Regions from separate parts of the Anser cygnoides genome. Here region 1 is linked to region 2. The links are chromatin contacts, called in public Hi-C maps. All regions are on one chromosome and are shown on one strand. Each heading gives the region's core, a stretch centred on a gene start, on an enhancer-like site or on the middle of the called end of the contact. The rest is flanking DNA. Distances are from core to core; before and after follow the strand shown.

Region 1 (4,035 bases), core at 388-2,887, 86 kb before region 2:
TCTCTTTTGCTCAAATCCATTTCCAAATTTAGCCACGCAGATGAAGAAATAAACTGTGGGCAAAGACCATTCCTGGCTTGGCCGGCAGATGGCAATTACTGCTTTCGTTATCTCTAATTAGGAAAAGAGATCTTGAGGCAGCCTTGGAAGCTTACAGAAGCAGGAGTTTGCAGCAAGCGAGTCTCCCCAATATTGCAGTGAGTGTAAAAAACACCTCTGAAAAGGGACTTTGGCTTTCTTGTCACCTGCTAACAGATCAGATATCAAAGCTTAAAAGTCTGTTTTTTTTTTTTGTTTTTGTTTTGTTTTTAAATCTGCTTTGTTCCTGGAATGCTTCCTCTCACATCAAAGGGTCCTGATATTCATCGTCACGAATAGCTGAAATTAAAGAAAAAAATAATGTATGTGTGCCTTTCTTATCGTTGTTACAGACCTAGGGAAAAAGAGCTGTTCATTTCATAAGGAAAAAAGTAAAGCAGAGCATGCAGGTAAGGATAACATTAATAAATTACAAACTCCTGGAGCAGGTTAGCAGTGAGGACTGCTGCGGCAAAATAATGTAAACTAGAGTCAGATCCTTTGCTGAATAAGGAGAATGATTCAGGGGTGACGTAAAGACAGTCCATAGACGCTATGGTTCATGGACAAATATATCAACGCTATCCTTTCCCTTGCCTTCATTCCTGCTTCATTTTCACAGTGAGGTGGCTGCGTAGTGCTGGCTGCAGCCTGGTGTTTTGGGGCCAGTGTCTGGGGACAAGGAAGGGGACAGGGGCCTCGAGCTGCCCCTGGGCCTCCGTCCCTAGCCATGCTGCCGCCTGGAGTGCAAAAGTCCCGAGTAAGCATGGGGGAAAATCTTTCTTAAATCGTTCTCTGGAGGCATTTTTACCCAGAGAAGCATAAAGAGGGCATGAAGCAAGCTTTATTTAGCTTTGCTTGGCTCAAAGTTGAGTTGCCCTGACATGAGACTGAGGGCTGAAGGGAGGAAAGAAGGAAATTAGTGGGAAGAGGAACTCGGAGTCCTCCCAAAAAGGCTGGTTGAATTTTAAACACTTAATATTTCAGGGTGACTGAAACAGCACATTTTTCTTTCCAGTCATGCTGCTATGATCAAACTATAATGAGAATGAGCTCCCAGACTGAGCATGCAATTAACAGTTTTTAACTCAAGGTCCTTTTTCCTGAGCTATTGGAGATAAAGCAGGAGTCAGACGTCTGCTGCTGGGTTTGTATGTGGCCAGAGCCCTGTGAAACCTCGCATTGTCAACAAAAGAAAGTTTCCTTGAGTAAAGAGAGGGCATGCCACCAGAAACAAGCCAGTCAAACGGGAAGTCTGGAGCGGCTGTCTGGCCTCAGGCTTCAAAGGAAGCCCGGGGTCTGCTGGTGGTGAATAGTTGAGGCAGACCACAGGGACTATGTTCAGAAGTTTGTTTAAAAACAAACAAAACCTGTAACTCTTACGTGTTTACGGGTAAGAAATTCCTGTACGAAGGCTGTGCTCCTTGCTTTAACACCAAACTTGTTTCTGAAAACTGTTGTTAGGAAACAGTGTTATTAGGATCAGCAAGGCAGACTGGGAAGGAATTTGTCCGAGTAATTAGAGAGGCTGGCTGGGGGCAAGGGGCAGAAGAGGCTCACGGTGGTGGGCGTGGGGTTAAACAGGGGATCTGTACCTGGCAATTTGCTTGGGAAATTCCTAAATAGAGACACAATGGGTCTGTCTGCACCAGTGAGGCTCTGAAACGCCTGAGGTTAAGGCTGGGCACAATTGCAACAAGTTGGTGTCTACCCAGAAAACAGAGATCAATGCACCTATGACAATTAGCACTTCCAGTCAGTATCTCAGAGAGATATTGTTCCCCAAAATCAGCTCTTGACATCTTGTCCTTTAAAAGAAGAATGTATTGTGGCTAGGGGGAAGAGAAAAAAAAAAAAAAAAAAAAGTGGTGTAGTTCTTTAATAGCATAGGAAAAGCAAAATAAGCAGAAAAGAAAGCACGCGAATCCCCTCGCAGGTTACCCCGAGGTGACGGTGTTGCTGTGGAAGCTAACATCAGACGCAGGGCTGGAGTTCTCTGTTTGTCTCTCTAATTGCTGGCTGCGGTTGGACTCATTGCACAACCAGAAAACTGCTTTTTCCAACTGATAGCCCTCTCCCATCTGATAGCCTTGCAAATTCAAACTGGAAAATGAAAATAGTGTGTACTTTGGCTGAGGTGTCACCAGCCATAAAGATCTGGCAATGGCAGCTGGTGTTACAATTTCGCTAATGCTATTTAAATTGGAGTGAATCGAGCATTCGAACACTGAATAAAGAACAGCTTTATTTTTCCTAAGGAGAAAAGCAGATAGGAGACTGCATGTGTTCAGGTGAGCTTTGCTTTTTTTTTTTTTTTTTTTTTTTTTTTAACACACTACAATTTGGCACTGGTTTAACTCCATCCATTCATTAGATTGGTGTAAAACAGTAAAGTAAAAGCTGATCTGAAGTTAAAGCTCTGTATAATTCCACAACAATTCATGATCCATGGTTTGTATGTAGTTAGTCCACAAAGCACAACAGTTCACACGTGAACAGTCTTAAATCAGAATACATTTTTCTTCTTATTCAACTTTTTCCACGTCTATGATACATTAAGCTAACTTATGCAAAACTAAACCCTCCTTCTACGTGTGGATATACATCGGTATGTATAAGAAAGGTCCTGCGGTCCTTTAGCTTCTGCTTTTCTAGTGACTGGTGGCAGAACGTCAGCTATGCTGCAGAAATGCAGATAGCAAAATGCCTTAAGATAAAAAGGAACTGTAGAATTACAATGTCTGGGAACAAACGGAGTCATAAAAGGTCAGAAAGCACTCTTTCTGAAAAAAAATAAAAATAAAAAAATAAGGGACACAGGTTGTTTTTAAGATCACCTTCCCATGTTAGTCGTGACTTTCTTAGCAAGAATACTCGATAGGTTTGGGTAGTGATACAGAAAGCTGAGATGACTTAATGATTAATAATGCTATTCTGCATGGCAAATTTACCCTGCGTTTGGGATCGTACGCCACACAGTGCACAGTCTTCAGGCCTATTCAGTAGCATTATAGATCTTACTAACGTCAAATCCTTCTCTGTGCACAGTAGTACCCTGCATTATATTCCAGCGCAGTGTATTTCGAAACAATGATACTGCTGCTTGCAAATGGTTATAAATTGGATTCCTACACACTTAGGAATCATTCATGTGGGTTAAGTGCCTTGGGTCTGTGTCATCTTATAGCTTATTTGTCCCATTTTAAGCATAGGGCACTGCTCTGTGTATTAGATTATTCAAGCAGTTGATGACTTCTTAAAGGTTTGGAAGATGTTACTTCTGAACATAGAAAGGTTGAAGGTTTCTAGCACAATGCCTTAGATGGGCTCTCATTTAATCTTAAATATTGCTATCTCAGGAAGAATTAACTCTTAACTAAAATGATCTTGTTTTCAACCTGGCGAGGGAAGGAGGGAAGACGCACCTTTTTCTTTATTTTTCATTGTTTATAACCAAAATATAAGACACTGCAGCACTTGCGAGCTGCTGAATCTGGACAAAATATGCCTGACTTTTAAGTAAACGCTGCATTATGAATGACCAGCTGTTTGCTAACCTGGTAGTTAGTCCTTGTGAGCGTGCTAGCCAGGGGTAGCACACTGTCTTTCTTGGCCTAAGCAACATAGGAAACAGTAACAGCTAAATTTGGGATTCCTTTATGAAGTTTTGTAGCATGAATATTCTTTACACTATAGATTCTTTTTTCTCTGTATTCCTTTATATTATTTCTATACCTAAAATAAGGGTTACTGTTAATCTGGTAAGGATTTTTTTTTTTTTTTAATCAGAGTGTAAACAGAAAGTGCAGGATCTGCGCGTGTGCTTACTTTTGAGCAAGTGGTGTATTTATAGTTAGCACTAAGCAAGCATGTATTTTGAGGAAGGGCATTGATATCTGATTTATTTAACTTCAAAAGAAGAAATCCCTGTCAATTCAAGAATCACCTCAGTTCTGC
Region 2 (3,819 bases), core at 861-3,360:
CCTTTCTGAGAGAGTAGCACCTCCGTGCTGAACAGCAATGAAGAAACATCTGAAAAGCCTGTGAGCTACTCTTGACAGGTAGCAAAGATTTATACATGAGTGTTTTAGTTTAAGCTAAAAGGAGACCCTACATGTATGTGCATCTTGGCAAGCTTTATGAGCATGACACGATTCATTCAATATAGGAGACAAGGAGACCTTTCACGCTAAGTTGTCTTAAGAGTCTGGTTTCAGTTATATGTTAATGCGGATTAAAAAGATAAAAAGGCAACTGTTTTGTGTCTCGCTCAGTACATACAAAGTAACACAGTGAGAGCAAGTCACATTAATTTTAGAGAAATTGAGTCCAAAAAATATAAAAGCGACTTTAAAAAAATCGTCTGCTGTGTTCAGTGTATGCTGATTATGCCACCCAGGTATAATGAGAACGATGATTAAAGCTTGGCTTAGTTTCTCTCAATTGCTTTTGCATTGAGAAGCACACAAACAGACTGCTGGGTAAGTGCAGGAGTCGCAGCTTTCCTTGCTCGACACACAGCAGTGAAAACAAGGCCTGGGTTTGGTCCCTTTTTGCCCCGGTGACCTTTTATCAGCAAGAAAGTGCTTTAGGCCTTTGAAAGGTCTGCTCTTAAATGTTACTTTTGTTTGCCCAGAAGAGGGAGACCAAACGATTTTATATTTCTTATAACAGAGGTTCCTAAAGAATTACTTTTTTTTTTTTCTTTTTTAAACTATTTGGAAATTTAATATAGTTTCATTGAAGTGTTTTCCAGACCTTGGATTTGATCACGGGAAAATTTTAAGTTTTACATGAAAGAAAAGTAGAATGGTGCAAGTTAAGGTGCTCTTTGACTACCACACCTCGTTTGGATATTTGTAACTGAAAGGGACGTGTGCGTGAAATTTAAAACCAGGCACACACATTGAACTCCCCGAGAAAGGGCTTTTAAATCTCCCGATAAACACTGAGGGAACCTTTGGTTGCTAGTGACCCTGACACACAGATAAAGTCCAACTAATTCTGAACAACTGGCAACAAAAAGTACAGGTTTTCCTGGAAGATCGTAAAGGCTCCAAGATGAGAAAAAGGTACTCATGGTTTCATAAGGGCACTCTTAATTGTCTCCTGGATATAATTAAAGTAATACTGCATAAGACTGTAACTATTTTGGATTGTGTAAGCTCAGTAATAGCAGTTAAAAAAAAATTCCAGAGGCTGCAGATGGTTGGTTGCAGAGGTTGCAGATAAACTAAAAGTACACAGTACACAGTATTCTACACAGTATTCTTGGAAAAGGCTGTATTTTTCTCAGGCACTAGATATAGATATAGCAGAGATATAACTTGTAGCCACTATAGGATGCTGCCATACATGTGTTTAGAGTTAGCTGTGAAATCACCTCAACTTAATGTTTGAAAAACTGGCAGACAGAAACAAGTTGCCCACTGGGAAACTTCAGAAGAAGGAAAAACTGGAGATGAGAGATGCCTGAGTAAGCTGTTTGCTGGGAAGGAAAATATAAAAGCTTTACATCGTAGAATCAGACGCAGGACACAATGGAAAGAATGCCTCTGCCACCCCCAGCTACTTCAGGTTAGGTGTTTGACCCACGAAGCAACTGTCAGAGCAATCAGCTGGATAAATCCTTATGGCATCACCGAGTCCAACTCCTGGCTCCTCACAGGACCACCCAAAAGTCACACCAGGTGTCAGAGCGTTGTCCAAACTGCCCTGGGGAGCCTGTCCCAGTGCCCGACCACCCTCTGGGTGCAGAACCTTTCCCTAACCCCCAGCCTGACCCTCCCCTGTCCCAGCCCCATGCCGTTCCCTCGGGTCCTGTCGCTGTCCCCAGAGAGCAGAGCTCAGCGCCTGCCCCTCCGCTCCCCTCGTGAGGGAGCTGCAGGCCGCCATGAGGCCTCCCCTCAGCCTGCTCTGCTCTGGGCTGAACAAACCAAGGGACCTCAGCCTCCCTTCATACCCCCCCCCCCCCTCCCCCCCAAGCCCCGGCCGCCATTTTCCCCATGGCAACAGGCGGGGGCTCCCCGGGCAGCCCCGCGCGGGGCACGCCGGGCCCTGTAGTCCGCGCGGGGCGGGGCGGGGCGGGGCGGGGCGGTGCTGCCCGGTGCTGCCCGGTGCTGCCCGCGGTCCGGCGGGGCCGTTGGTGGCGGCGGGGCCGCGGGCGCCATGGGCGGCGCGGAGCGCAAGAAGCACGTCCGCTTCGCCGCCGGGACGGGGGCCGGCAGCGGGACGGGCCCGGGCCCGGCTCCTCGCTCCCCCGGGCCGGAGCGCGCCGAGGTGCCGGCGGCCGCCGGCCGCTGCGGCGGGGAGGGAGCGGCGCTGCGGTGGTGCATCTCCGGGGCGCTGTGCGCCGCCTTCCTGGGGCTGGTGAGCGGGCACCGCGCCGCGACGGGCCGGGCCGGGCCGGGGGGGAAGGGGGAGCGGGGCCGGGCGCCGCGTGACGCCGCCCGGTGCGTTGCAGGGGATGAGCATCGCCGTGCTGGGGCCCACCTTCCAGAACCTGGCCGAGAACGTGCGCAGGAACGTGACCGACATCTACTTCGTCTTCGTGGGCCGCTCCCTCGGCTACCTCGGCGGGTCGGTGCTCGGCGGGGTCCTGTTCGACTGCGTCAACGCGCACCTGCTGCTGGGTGAGCCGCCGGGGCGCGGGGGGACCCCCACGCGCGGCACCCCGGGCCCCAGGCTTGGCGCGGAAGGGCCCCGCTTCGTGTTACAGGTGCCCTTGTGCCGAGCGTCGCTGGGTGGGAGGAAGGGGGCTGTGTGGCGAGGGGTGGCCCCGCTCGCCTGGCAGGGCTGAGACATGGGCACCCAGCAGGCCTGCCACGTAGCGCTGCTCCTCGCAAAGCCCCGCGCCCGTGCTGTCGCTCCCTGTCGCAGCGTTCCCCTGGGTCTGGTTTCTGGTGCCGGACGCGTCCAGTTGTTGCTGCTGTACAGCATCATGTCCGAGTACTTGGGCTTGCAGGGCGTGCTGGTAGCCAGAAATGTTTTAGAATCGGCAAAACTTTGGGTTGACCAAAAGGGGCCTTTGCTTTGCACAACCAAAGTACAAACTTTTCTCCTTTGTAACAAATGGCATCCTTGATGTGGAAGCCTCACGCGACACAGAACCCTGTGTAACATCGCTTTATGAGGTGCATGTGTGAAATAGGTTGAACTGTCTGGGTTTTTACTTGCACACAGCTGAAACCGGCTGTGGAGGTGCCGAGGTACAGTACTGTAGGGAAAGCCATGTAAAGCTCAGCTGAAGCGTTCATGGCCTAGACAAAGACGTTGAGATTTTGACTGGAGGAACCTCAATCAAATTAGAACTTATTTAAAGTGGAAAACTGTATATACCATCTGTGATTTTGAAAGCTTGCTGCTTGGTTTGTGCCTAACTATGGAAACGTTTAAGGTCTATAGGAACAGCAGTTGATGCCCTCAACAGCTTCCTGGGCACATTACAATTTCCTCCAGTGTTAGGGCCTTGTCCTGTTGGAGCTGGGCTGCTCGGCCGTTGGGTTGCCGGGGTCACGCTCAGAATCCAGAAGGGCGACGCTCCCTTCTGAGTCCCGTTACCCCCTTGCTTGGGCAGGGGCTCTCAGAGCAGCTGCTGGGGCTCTACTTTCTCCTTCTCCCTTCCAGACGTTGTCACAGAATAGCTTGGGTTGGAAGGGACCTTAAAGGCCGTTCAGTTCCAACCCATGGGCAGGGACACCTCCACTAGATCAGGTTGGCCAAGGTGTATCCAACCTGGCCCGGAACACCTCCAGGGATGGGGCATCCACAGCTTCTCTGGGCAAAGGAAAAAAAAAAAACAA

Evidence for each region. Hi-C and Micro-C count contacts between places; a contact is called where the count stands out from the background.
Region 1: a contact with region 2 is called in a Hi-C map of blood, with 2.1 times the contacts expected there. The contact joins the enhancer-like site here to the promoter of MFSD4B in region 2. A contact is called at or near these places in 6 of 7 Hi-C or Micro-C datasets (blood, fetal liver, granulosa cells and 1 more).

The regions. Positions count from the first base shown.
Region 1 is chr3:72,713,148-72,717,182 of Taihu_goose_T2T_genome, reverse strand. No RefSeq gene overlaps it. Among named protein-coding and RNA genes, the nearest start is that of SLC16A10, 8.5 kb to the right of the region's middle. Within about 2 kb of position 1,637, at least 2 of the 3 cell types and tissues checked have open chromatin away from gene starts, as enhancers often do. A contact at or near this core is called in fetal liver and liver, where this site is marked.
Region 2 is chr3:72,627,939-72,631,757 of Taihu_goose_T2T_genome, reverse strand. It overlaps MFSD4B (major facilitator superfamily domain containing 4B), which reads left to right and starts at 2,110. Exons shown (of 4, transcript XM_048081046.2): 1 at 2,110-2,386; 2 at 2,481-2,649. The coding sequence starts at 2,186.